Linked DNA regions of Mus musculus: region 2 is linked to region 1. The links are chromatin contacts, called in public Micro-C maps. All regions are on one chromosome and are shown on one strand. Each heading gives the region's core, a stretch centred on a gene start, on an enhancer-like site or on the middle of the called end of the contact. The rest is flanking DNA. Distances are from core to core; before and after follow the strand shown.

The links. Hi-C and Micro-C count contacts between places; a contact is called where the count stands out from the background.
Region 2: a contact with region 1 is called in a Micro-C map of palatal mesenchyme, with 1.5 times the contacts expected there. The contact joins two enhancer-like sites. A contact is called at or near these places in 4 of 484 Hi-C or Micro-C datasets (cerebellar granule neurons, embryonic somatosensory cortex, palatal mesenchyme and 1 more), 1 of 115 datasets of contacts at active chromatin or transcription factors (fibro-adipogenic progenitors) and 1 of 9 other capture datasets (embryonic stem cells).

The regions. Positions count from the first base shown.
Region 1 is chr7:83,222,858-83,229,777 of GRCm38.p6, reverse strand. No RefSeq gene overlaps it. Among named protein-coding and RNA genes, the nearest start is that of A530021J07Rik, 78 kb to the right of the region's middle. Within about 2 kb of position 2,502, at least 8 of the 459 cell types and tissues checked have an H3K27ac peak or open chromatin away from gene starts, as enhancers often do. A contact at or near this core is called in palatal mesenchyme, where this site is marked.
Region 2 is chr7:83,473,670-83,480,589 of GRCm38.p6, reverse strand. No RefSeq gene overlaps it. Among named protein-coding and RNA genes, the nearest start is that of Gm10610, 73 kb to the left of the region's middle. Within about 2 kb of position 4,344, at least 25 of the 459 cell types and tissues checked have an H3K27ac peak or open chromatin away from gene starts, as enhancers often do. A contact at or near this core is called in palatal mesenchyme, where this site is marked.

The DNA of each region.
Region 1 (6,920 bases), core at 1,253-3,752:
CCCAACCCTAGACTCCACCCAATCCTAGACTTGACTTATTAAGTTGCTTCATTTTTCTCCCCATCTCTGTATGGAAAGAGACAACAGCCAGCCAAGAGGGAGTGATGTAGAATGAAGGAGGAGAGAGCTCACACCTGCAGTGAATAATTGACTTTGCAGTATTTGGGGGAATAGTTAGATGAGGAAGTACACTCGCTAGAAGGTCTGCTGGATTGCAAGGCTTTCTGTTACTTCTGCAGTCAGAAATAATAAACCTCTAGGAAGTAATGCTAATTATCATGATTTGATCATTATATATTGTACAAATGCATCAAATTATCACCTTTTGCCTCATAAATATGTACAATTATTGTGTCATTTTTTTATCAAATGAAGAAAGCATTTAAGAAGCAAGAAACAAGTTCACGTACATAGAGATAATTGTGAAAAGGTTGTGTTTAAGTTATACAACCACACAATCAGTACAGTGACTGGGGTCATGAATGCTTACCTACGTTACACCAGCAAGTAAGGAAATATGGAGATCTCTGCCTTAGGAATGATATTCCTCAGCATTGGCCAGTGTGCTCTGCCCGCACCAGAAAACAAGCAGAAAACAAAACCACCAGTGTCAAGGATACAGCACTGGCAACAGAGGACAATGGTCACCTTCTCCCCTGCACAACACTGACATCCTACTCGGTGGGGTTGTTGCTCTCAGAATTCTAAGTGGACTTCCTTGGTTTGAAAGTAAATTGTCCCCCACAGGCTCATGTGTTTGAATGCCTTGTCTCCAGCAGATGGCACAGTTTGAAACCTGAGAGTTTGTAAAGCTTAGATAAAAGGAATAGGGGGGCTGTTTTTTGAAGGTCTTCTTTATCCTGCCTAGATGTTACCAGCACCCCCACTTCCTGACACTTACCTTTCCTGCCATCATTTACTGGAATCCATGAAACTGTGAGCCAATATAAACCCCCTTTGCATATGATTCCCAACATAAACTCCAGATATCTGCTTCCACCAGGTATTTGTCCTAGTCACAAGAAAACTAATATATTCATCACTCCAACTCATACTTGACAACATTGACCTTGTGTGGGTTTCCTCTTCTCGGAGAGAAAACAGTTAAATCACAAGAGACAATGCTCTAGTGTCTCTGGCATCCCCGTGGCTTTTATCCCCAGGACTGAATCCCACCATTCCACTAAGTATAAAGAGCTTCACTGTGTTTGTCCAATGGCTCTGCACATACAGATGACAGTTTTCATCTCTGAAAGAACCAACTTTGTCCCAAAAGTAGGGAAAGTGGGAGGATACTCTTGAGTAATTAATAAATAAGCAAAACTGCCTATGTCTAGTCTGGATTCTGTAGTCAACTAAGCTGGCATAACTAGTCCTGTATAGACAATCAGTTTCTCGGGCATCATCTCTTCACAATCCATCAACTTTAAGATGTAACGTTTACACTTTCAGCTTGTTACTTCCTAGTTCAAAAAGAGATGCTTCAACTTCAGCATCAATAACTGTGTTGCAGGCAGGAAAATGAAAGGGAATTGAATAAAAGATACAAAGCAGAAATAAAATAGAAGGGGGGAAAGAAACTAAAACATGTCTCAGAAATCTTTGGTGTACGTGTTATGTAAAATTTTATTCTGTTGCCAACCCTAGCTTCTGTGTCTCTTACCCATGCTATACTAGATATTAGGTTTGTCGTTTCCAGTGGAAGTCCACAGCCTACACATGGGATTCCAATCACAGGCTAGCAAACACTTAACTCTATGAAATCCATCTGAAACACACACTAACCAGATGTTTGGCATCATGGAACCCCAGTCTGCTCCTGCTGATTTTAACCCAACCATCTTCAAAGCAACAGTTCTCCAAGTCATTGGGTTAAAGTGAAACACAGAGCTGACTGTGCACAAGAACCAGTGATTTGTGCCCAAACATGAAAAAAAAAAATGTGTGGAATGATCTGTGAAAGGAAATGAAATAAGTTTGTGCTCTACGTCTGACGTAATGAGAACTGCTGAAGCCAGTGTGGCACTTGTTCCCTTTATCCTTTGTGTCTGAAGCTCCTGGGTTTGACATACTTACCCACCTCTCCACATAGAGACTCTAGATTGCCAAATGCGAAAGAAAGAGTTCCAGATACATATGGAAGCTGACAGAAAACTCTAACCTTCTCCAAGGATGAGGTTTGGCAAACTGACTTTGCTATGCCATTACAAACATTATTTTATTTTATTTTACATCCAGCCTTGCCTGAGTCCATGGGATTCTGATTGCAGTTGAAGTTCATACAGCTGGCACTCATTTCCAGCCACTCCGTTAAATACAGGCACTATCTACTAGCTCTCCTACCAAGAAGTAAATACATTTAGATGAAATGGAAAAAAAATATGATAGGTCTGGGAAAAGAAATTCGACTTTTATTGAACCAGATCGCTTGTTAAACTCTTTGCATATTTGCAAAGTAAACTGATACCTCAGCTTGCTAATCCTCTGGAAAGATGAGTTTTGTATGATGAGGGCAAGCTGCTGTGCCTTAAAACCATACTTGAAGCCCAAGAAGCTAAGCTGTCTAACCCAGCTGAACAGAACTTCTTGACATCTTTGCAACTGCAAAAACTAATATCACCAGGCTTTGTGGTCAGCCCAGTTGAGATACTTTCCTCTTGGTCTTTGTATTCTTACACTCAGGAGGGATTTTAGGAAGTTTCTTCTCCAACTTCTTACACTGAATTATGCCAGAAGGATATTCTATGATATGTGTTGATGGATCATAGTCCCATGTATGTAACATGTGAACATGTCTGGATGATGTCAAATTGTTCATTTAATTTTATAGTTTTTACTTTCTTTTTCCATACTGGATGGATAAAAACTTTGTCCTTATTTTAGATGCTTATTCCTAAAGGCACATAGGTAATAAAATTTAATCAGGAAGTTCTACAAAATTGCCCTAAGAACAGACATTTTTCACATTGTATAGTGTTTTAAAGAACAGAAGAGGAAAAAACAAAACAAAACAATCCTTTGCTTTATTTTATTGACCTCACAAAACCTTATAACAAAACTAGACAAAGCAATTTCAGAAGTTATAAGGCACTTAATTTATTCTTACACATTCTAAATAAAAGTTTGTCTGATACAGCCCATTAACAAATAAAAAGACTATTGCAACCAAACTTTATCCTTCAGGATTTAAGAATGACTCAGAATGAGGAAATCTGATTAAAAAAAAAAAACATAACTTGAATTGAAATTGACACATAGAAACATAAGATGTTTTCAAGTAGGGGTAGGAGAAAGGAGAAGTGGAGAGTTCATTATCCAGTGGAAAAATTGGAAAAGGAAGGCTGAAGATGATGACATCAGCTTGCTGACTTCATCTCTCACCCATGCTGAAACACTAGTGATTGACACGGCCCAGCACAGTGAAGCATACAGGGGAAATGGCCTTTCAGAGGGTTGTGATGTGTATACTGCTGGCATCTTTACCAAGGAACATTTGGCAGTTATTTGGCAACATTTGAAGTGTGCGTACACTGTTAGGCCCACAATTCCTCAGGGGACCCTATCCTAAAGAAATATTTGAATATGTGCATTAAGCTATCAAAAAAATTCTCATTCTCTGTATTAAGGAAAATTTGGGGGAAAGAATTGTATGTCCAGTTTTTTTTAATATATGTTGCCTATATATTGATATGTTCTTAAGTTGTGTGGACCAGTTACTTTTCCAGTTGCTGTAACAAAATGCCTCACAAAGCATCTTAAGAAATCTTTTCATTCTGGGGTGCTAGCTCCACAGCTAATCCCACAACACCCAGAGGAAGCTTCACCCCCAGGTGCCCTGACACACCCAGGATCATAGGGTCAGGGCACTCAGGAACTCCGCCTGGCCAGTGGCACAAGTTCCTTCCAGTCTGGGACTGTGCCCTGAGCAGACCTTTCGAGCTAACTCGGCAGCCAGTCCCACGACACCCAGAAGAAGCTCCACTCCCAGGTTTATTTAACACACACAGGATCCCAGGATCCCGGGATCCCAGGAGCTTGGCCACACCAGGATCACAGGACCACAGAGAGAGCTGGATTCTGAGGAGGTCGGACACAACCAGGATCACAGGAAGGACAAACTCCAGTCAGATATACCGAGGGCAGGTAGCCAGACGAGGCAGAGGGCACAGAGACAGTCTCCAAATTAATAAAATCAGAAATGAAAATGGAGACATAACAATGAAATATATCTTAAAATAATTATTCTGTTTGTTGAAAATTAACAGTTGAAAATATTGAAATCATGTTCTACAAATATCATGGAATTATTATAATTATAATTAAAAATTGATAACTTTTCTCACTGTGCTTGAAGTTAGCATTTTTTAATGTTTAGCTTCTAAGAGTTTTTGCTATTTTGAAATTTTTAAAATATACTTACTGATAAAATAATTTCTTTTCTAGAAACACTGATATTCTTTTTTAAGTCAACTTAGAGTTAGACAATGTACATAGATATAGAATGCATTTTAAATACTCTCTCACTATGTCAGATGGTATAATAAAAGGGCTAGTGAATATATTTCTTAATGATTCATTTTTAATATTCTATGCTTTTTTTACTATGCTTAATTCCCAAAGAATATTTTGTATGTTTTGAAACAATTTAGTATTCAACATTAGATTTAGGATCCTCAGTTATGGATAGTATTAAATGTTCATTAATGATATTTTTAGGGTATGAAAGGATATGAATCGAAAAGTTGAACAAAATTTTATGTATTACTTGATTCTCAAAATATTCAATATTATTTAATATGTTTGATGTATAAAATGCATTAAATAATAAAAAAGTCTAAGAAAAAAAAAGAAATGCTTTTTCTTACCTCATGTTTAAGGAGATATAGCTTATCATGGCAGGGAAGCCATGGGTGCAGGAGTCTATGAAGCTCTGGTCATATTATCAACATAGTCATAGAAGCAGAAAGACAGGAATCAGTGTTCACTTGGATACCTCCCTCCTTTTATCCAGTTTGGGTCTCAAGCTTTAGCATGATCACACCCACATTCAAGATGGGTTCTCTCCCTAGCTAAACCCAGCTGGAGACATGTTAACAGATAATTCAGAGTTACGTCTCATTGTTATTCCAAATTCAGTCAAGTTGGCATTGAAAATTAATCATCACAGTAGACTATTTTGCAATTATTAAATAGATGTCAATTTATATGAATTGGAGTCAGCAATGAGATATTTTGTTTAGTAGTGAAGACATTAGGAACTGCTGAATCCTAAGTCTGCAAGCAAAATGTCTCCTTGTATGTGCTAAGTTAAACAACACTATGAATGTGTGTCCCTTCTTGCACTGCACTTAGACCTTGGATGCCACAGGATATGGCCGTGGGAGCCCATGCCTTTATAAATGAGAACTTTCATCTCTTGCATTGCAGTGAGGATCTTAGAAACTGTGTGCCTGAAATGTTATGTTAGTCTGCCTCACCCTAGGCTATGCTGTCAATCAGCCCCAGTGTACTGCAAGGGAACATCTGAAAAATAATAAGCTATCATTTTTTATGATAATTAGGGATGGAGCCCAGGGCCTTGAACATGGTAAACAAACACTATGATTTGGGGCTACACCTTTAGGCCATTTTCTTTCATCGGAGACAGAGCCTCATTGTTGCCCAGTCAGATCATGAACGTGTGACACTCTTGTTGCCTCCAAAATGCTGCTATTACAAGAGCACATCGCCATATTTGAGAAGAAAATTAAACAATTGAAACTAAAGGCGTGTTTAGCTCGCAGCTTTGAAGGTTCTAAACCACGGTGCCTGTGTTGGCACAGGTGTGGTGAAGGGACCAGGTAGTGATGGTGGGAGGTTGCCAAGCAACACAGTCATCTTCAAATGGAGCAGAGAGAGAGAGGATAGTGCATCTCAGAATCACACTCAAGGGTATGGCTATCAATGCCTTAAAGAACTCCCACTAGACTCCACTCTTGAAAACCCATAGCACTTCCTAATTGCTACCCTGGGGTCTAATCTAAACCTTGACATATGGACATTTGGAAGACACTCATCAGAACTGCAGCAGGTTGAGAAAAGAGTATGTGTAACATTGTGGCTTCTGCCTCAAGAAAACTAATCAGCCCAAATACCTTGGGTCTCATTTGCCTGCATTCTGTCACTGTAATAAAACACTGACCAAAGAAAACTTGGGGAAGGAAACAGTTTGTCATAGCCAGTGGTTCTCAACCTTCCTAATGCTGTGACCCTTTAATATAGCACCTTATGTTGTAGTGACCCCCCCCAATCATAAAATTATTTCTGTTGCTACTTCATAACCACAAGTTTGATACTGTTATGAATCATAATATAAATATCTGATACGCAGGATATCTAATGTGCAACCCGTATGATAGGGTCCCAAAGGCATGGCAACCCATAGGTTACAAGCTTAGAAGTTATAGTGCAGTATCAAAGAAGCCAGAGCAAGAGCTCAAGGCAGAGACCACAGGGGAATAGAGGAACACTATTTACTGACTTGCTTCTTGCTATCTTTCTTAAATAACCCAGGCCCAAACACTTAGGGACTAGACTGCCCACAATGGGCTGGGTCCTTCTTCATCAATTTGTAATTAAACAACAAAACAAAACAAAACAAAACAAAACAAAACAAAACAAAGCAAAATGTTTCATGGGCCCAATCATAGGCCAGTTTTATAGAGTCAAATCTTAACATAAGGCCCTGTCTTCCCAAGTGTTTCCAGGTGACAACCAAGATTAGCCAACACACTCGAGGTCTTCCTTTGTAGATAAAGACTGCCCCAGCCCATTAGTGAATAGAATTTCTCCTTGAGCTTCTGAGTTCCTTCTGATGAACATCAGAGGTCCCTGAGTGTATGATATGGCTTTAGAAGTAGATATAGAATCAGTCCAACAGG
Region 2 (6,920 bases), core at 3,095-5,594, 250 kb before region 1:
TGCTATCACTTTTTTTCCCCTAATCTGTGTTTTCTTTAGTTCTGTGTTTGCATACAAAGCATATTAGTTTCAAAGGTGTAACTTATCAAACTTTAGCCTTTGGTGGAGATTGATTCTAATGCTTTGATTCAATCGGGAATCTGTGTGTCCAAATGCTTAAGGTCCTTGTCCCCAGTTTGTTTTTGATTGATCAATAAAAATGCCAACAGCCAATGGCTGGGTACAGGGCAGGACACTTACAGTTGCCAGGGCTAGGACACACAGATGAACAGAGGAGAATCACCATGACCGAGGAAGAAGGATGGGAAATAGGCACTTCAAGAGAGAAAGCCAACCATCCATGTGAGAATTTGGGTGGGTGGCCACTGGCCATTCCCCTGATTGGGCCTGTGGTAGCAGGGGAAGGTTTAGGAGTGCCCAGTAAATGAGTTAGCCACGGCATTTCAAAAATAAGCTAGTGTATGTGTGCCTTTCATTCCCTAGTCAAAAGAATTCCTGGGCAGGTGGCTGGAAGCACACAACCTTCAGGGAGCACAAAGCGGCAGAGCCAATGCTCACTTCTGCAAGTCTTATGGCTGCTATCAGCTTTGAAACTAAGATGGTCACCTTTTAAAGCATATTTTAGTTTAATACATAGTTTAGTTTTAATCACTCTGTTTTTCCTCCTTAAGGTTGTATAAAATTGGAGCTAATTTTATTAAAGTTTCAATGGTTCTAAAATAACGTTATCCACTTGCTTTTAAAACACATGTTCAACATTTATTTATTAATCCAACTCCATTTATTAAGAGCTGGAAGAGATGGCATGAGTACGAGAATTTTTATCATTTGTTCCCTAGCACTTATCTTAGCATGTAGTAGTACCACCTACCTCAAAAATAAGTGCTCAAATATAACATTCTGGTGTATCCATATTCTCTTAATTTCTTTAATTAATTTTTAAAATTCTTTTGAAGAACCAGATATGGGCACATAGTGAGAGCAGCAGTGAAGGCAGAGGCACGTGCCAACATACAGCATTTCTCTGAGTTGATTAGACAGCTTAGGGGGAGGAGATACGATAGGCTAAAACTCCCGGAACACTAGGCAATATTTTTAGGGGAGATTCAAGTTGCAGAGAACAATGAGATGGATCAGCCTTGGAGAACAAGTGTCAGCCACTTCTGTGTCTAGGAGGTCAGGAAGGACACACACGCACAATGCACCCACGCCTGCATGCACACACACTTGTGCAAAATTGCCAAAGAAGAGAGTCAAGGGATCATCCTCAAAGACTGTACTCTTCCCAGAGTCCCTCAGAGAGTATGTCTTTCCCAAGGTATCTCATAAGTGGAAGAAATTGACTCTCACAGAGAGATTTTCAAGAAGTGATTGACAACAAGAGGACTTTTGCAGAGAAGTAGAAGTATGGGGGAAAGACACACAAGAAGCAATCTTGCAAAGACCCTACTTGAAAAGAGTTGGCAAGTACAGATTTGTGTTAGAGAGAAGTTAGAAGTTGCTCCTTGGGGAGAAGGTGCGACCTCAACTTTATAGTTGTGTAAAGTTTCAGCAATGCATGTGCTTGCAGCACTTTAAGAACAAAAATCCCTTATGTCCAAGGAGGGCCCATGAGTGCTGATATGCACACCATTTTCTGGTACACCTTTGGTCTTACAAAGAGCTTGGCCCTAAGGAGGACAAACGGTAGATGCTGAGATTGCCAGAGGGACTTTATTCTTACTAGGTATGGAATTCTTTAAGTGAAGGTGGATAAGGGGAAAAGGTTGGTGACGGGGTGGGGATGGGTTTAGGAGAAGGGTGGTAACAGGCTCCAAGCTTCACTTCTAGAATATGTTTAGCATGGGGTCATACATTTCATAGCAGAGCAGAAGTTATCACCTGCATGAGACAGAGATATGCCATGGGTCCATAACTATCATAACCCCTCTTAGGAAGTAGAGTTTCATTACAATAGCAAGGTTGCTGAGTATCCTCGCAGATCTACACATCCTAAAGAAAGGGTGTGTTACTTAAGTAAAACAGACTATCATCATTATGACAAGAACACTAATGTCTGAGCAGGGTGTGTTGGTGAATGTTTGTAATCCTAGCACTCTGAATGCTAAGGCAGGGTGATCACCAGTTCGAGATCAGCCTCGGCTATATAGTGAGACCTTGTTTCAGAAAGAATAACAATAACAATAACAAAATAATCCAGATGTTAAAACTATTCTGTTGTTTCTAATGCTTTCACTGAATTTCATAGTGTATTTACATGTGTTAACAGAGACCTTAAAAAAATCACCCTGCCATCCATTGGTTTGGCCACAGGATGAAAGACTGGCCAGGCTGGTGGCTCTTTGGATAAAGGGAGGATGTGAAGGAGGAAAATATGCCTCTGGTGGGAGGGGGAGATACTTTGAAGACCTTCACTTAAGGTTGGCAGGATGAAGGATGGTTTGGCTAAGGGACCAGTTTGTAGATGAAAGAGCCAGTGGTCAAGTGATTGGAGGTGGGAGCCTGTGCCAGGCTTTGGGCTGAAGTCCCAGTGACAGACTCCCTGCAGTGGGTTGCGGTGTAGCTCTGTGCTCCATCAATTCTAACAACAATGGACATCTGCCAGGAACCTTGCAGCCACTGACTGGCTCAGCCTGCCTTGTGTTTGCACATTAAAACTTTCTCCCTGTTCTCAATGGGGAAGCCTGTATAAGGGCAGAAAAAGCCGGAGTTAAATACCTTTATTAAGGCTCCGAGCACTTATGTAGCTGAGCAACAAAATCGAATGCAGGCTTCTGAGGTTTGTTTGACAATTTAACCTTTCTTGATGGCGGGGCGTGTGAGGATCTCTTTCAGCACTCCAAATACGAAGGCTGCAACATCAGGGGTTGGCAGCTTTCCCTGAGCCCTGGAGTATTTTTCCTCTAAGAAATGTACAGCTGAGATTTTAACCATATAATAACCTGCAAGGCTCCAATAATAAATTACAAGGTGGGCTGGAGAGATGCTTAGCAGTCAAGAGCACGCAGTGGTCTTCCAGAGGACTGACTGTTCCAAGTTCCTGTCTCTACTACCAACATTGTTAGGTTTACAAGTGCTTATAACTCCAACACATGGGAATCTGTTGTCTCTTGGGGAGCATCCACTCATGTGCACACACACACACACACACACACCACTAATAAAATGTAATTAAAAATTTTTAAGAGAATGTAATCCAAACAGAAGTCTACTTATATATAACTCAATTAAAAAAAATTTTTTTTTCTGTTGTTGCTAAATTAAGAGTCAACTATGATAGTTAAACGATTATCAAGATTTGCTGACAGTAGTTATCCCAATGGCACTCCATCTGGATCAAGATTTTACCTTCCCAAGGGTCTTTTGCTTGTAGGAATGAATCACTCAAGAACAAACCTACAACGGAGCAATGCTGTTCAGAGTCAGGCAGACACTGATGTTATGAAGGGAGTGAGCCACCTCATTCATAGTAATCCCATGGAGCCCAGTGTGTGCAAAGCCTGCGCTTTGCTACCAGATGCACAGAAGCCTCTGCTAGCACAGTCTGCCAGTTGGCAACTGGCCTTCATCTTAAAGATGGAAGAAAGAGCTGTCATATTAGCACTTTGGAGGTAGAGACTGGAGGATCAGGGCTTCCGTGTTGTGTGTGGCTGCACAGTCAGTTCAAAGCTAGCATGGGCTCTATGAAACCTATTACAAGCAAGCAGGCAAGCAGGCAAGCAAGGAAGCAAGCAAGCAAGCAAGCAAGCAAGCAAACCAAGTTGAAAGATGTAAGTTCCAGAGCAGCTGATTCAGCATCTCAAGATCTTACCAAGGCCATGCGTGTGCAGGGTCTGATACTGAGGAAAAGCTCCTGCCCACACTGGATTACTGCCCTGATAGTCTCTAACGAATGCAGCATATAATCACAGGATTCTGTAAATTAGTGGACCCACCCTGTCCATACAGATGGGAAGGGTAGAGTCTCAAACCCACTGCCAGATTCCAAGCCTGCCTGGCCACTTCTCAGATCTGTGTCCTTCACCTATCCCTCAATCTGTAGAGGACTGGCCTGAAAGACGGTTCTGTCTTCCTCTTCAGGTCTGTCTTCACGTGGATGGAATCTGTGGGGGACACAGGACCATGCACAAGGGACCAATTCCACGTGACTCATATAATATAAAAGATTCAAGATGAGTGAGCTTCCCAGCCACACCAAAAGATAGCAAATCACATGACCCAGAATGTCCTGAGAAGATGGCTAACATCTGGGTAGTGAGCTGTCTTCTGTTACCCTGCACTCGTCTTGTGTTGTTCCTTTCAGCCAAAACCATAATCTCACATTCCAAGGGAATAAAGCAGGGTTCAGAGAGAGTTAAATTATATACAAAAGGGAGACATCCGGCCAAACTCTAGATCCTATTCCATTCCCATATCTATGTCTGTAAGCCATCCCAGGAATGGGATATAATTGCTTGCAGGTATGCCTTCTCACACAAACATCTGCCAGCAAACGGTTAAAGCAGAAGTGTGCCATTTCCTTCTGCCCTTTCTACTATGGAGTGGATGATGTGGCTCAGTGTCCCTTGGGTGTCTCTGGGAAAGCCTAGACCAGAAAAGCTATATATGGACTTTTTAAGTGGGGAAAATTTAAGTGGGGACCCCCATAAAACTTAAATAGAAGCAGGCATTGTTCCTGGAAAACACCCGCTCTATTGTAGCTAGCTGCATATTACAATCCACAGCACTGCCTCAGAAACGGCAAGAAGTGAGCCGCAACCCCCAGATTCATGGTGAGGATTTTAAGCCCATCAATCACAAGGGAAAAAATATTTCAATAAATCTCTTTCCAGAAACTGGAGCAAGGCTAGGCTGCACTTGAGAAGTCTATAATCCAGTAGCCACAGCTTGCCAACCTGTGAAAAGCAAATCTAGGTGCCAGATATGACAGCTGCCTTCTGCCTGGGTGTTGAGAGGTTCGCCAGGAAGGCGGGGCCTGTGAGGGCAATCAGTGTGATGGCTTCTGGCTATACCTCTTACCTGAAGTGAGTTACCACCCTCTGGCTGTGTGCATTTGTTTCTTTCACTAGACTAATGCTGAGAACACTAACCTCCTGCTTTGGCCGTAGGACAAAGCAACAACAGTACTATACGACAGCAAAGCATAAGTGCTCAGTCCTTGAAAGCTCAAAGAATGAGCTGTAATCAGTCCGTGCAGTGGGACTGCATTTATGTTTGCAGATCCTGAAGGTGACCACATCTACACTGCAGGATTACCTTCCAGAAGTTTACAGATCATGGGGAAAGAGCCATCCCTCCCCCAAGCCCCACCCCAGCGGGATGGTTCTGTTCAGAGGAGGCAGTGAAGAGGGTTGGATGAAAGGTATATTTACAAATCTAGGGGTGGGTAATGAAACTTATAAGGCAATGGCAAGTTGCCTTTGGTTGTCAGCCATCTGGAAGCTTCCCCCACAGAACATGAAGAAAGTGAGAGCTTTAGGAAAGACATTAAACAGACGAACAACCGCTGCCAAACTCTGGCATGGGAAGGACCAAGGTCAATTCCCAGACTCAACTCATAGTGTTCCTCTTACCCTCTCCTGCCAGAGCCTCCTGAATGAAGCCAACACACACATATGCACACACACATACACACACACACACACACACACACACACACACACACACACACACATTACACAAGTTCAGGAGATCTGCTTTGAGGTTCTCAGATACATCTTGATGGACATATACATTTGGGAACCACAGAAAACTATTCTTTGAGAACAGTGCTAGTCGAGGCACATGGCAGATCTGCAGCAACTTCTGTGAGATGGAGATGTCTGGCTGCTTCCCACCCAGAGTAAAACAATCAGCAGTGATGCAATGTGTGCAGTGCCAGGGACAGGAAAGTGGTGCCTGTGGGTTGTCATGGATATGGATGGGCTGGGGGGACTCTTTATTGAACCCATTTTACAGGCTGGCAGAGTGAGGACAGCAGCAACCGCATTATGGATTTTGTGAGTCTAGGCACTTGCTTTCATAAGGTTTCTTTTAAAATTCAGTATTAAAAATTACTCCAATGTAAAGGTAAAGGTCATTATCTAAGAACCAATATCAGAAGCATATTTTTTCATTCTTCTGAAGTAAAATTATGTGTATATATATATATATATATATAAATTATGTATATATATATATATATATATATATATATATATATATTTAAATATATCTCAGGTCCTAAGCTCTGTGCCTAACCTGCCTAATAGAGATGTTGACAGTGTATAGGGGACTTGTATTCCCAAATGTCCAGTTAGTGACTCTATTTACCCTTGGCTTTCTCCTTCATCCTCAGCTACTCCTCACTCTAGAGAGCACAGAGACCTATCATGCTGTTTCTCTGATGATATCGCCCCTCCTGTGGCCAATGCAGGCACATGCCTTATATAGTTAGGTACCTCAGCAATGGCTACTGCTGTCTTCTCTGCTTTTGCCTTACTGTCCTAGGTTCTGTCTAGAGCGTGGCAGACTCTTCCCTGTCCTGGAAAGGCTATGCTCCTGATAGCTCAGCTGTTTCCTACCGTGTTATTCTCTCTACTCACATGGGCTCTAGCCTGACCCTACACTACCAAACTACAAATCCTTCAGTGGCTTTTCTGTGCTGGAGATGCAGGGCCCTGGGAATTGCCTGCCTGTTCTAAGAGTAAACCCCATGGAAGGCCAGCAGGCAGCATCACCCTGGACTTTCTAGAAGTCTGCAGAGTGGCGCAGGACTGTGTTGCGCATGACCCAGGTTTGGGCTTCTTGCATGTCCCACACTAAAGACTGGTTATTGCCTACCCTTGGCTGACCTGGCACTATAGTCCCCAATCCTTAGTCATTCTATTCTTGTCTTTGAATGGCCTCAATCTCCATTTACCTAAAGTGCTCAGGGAGGG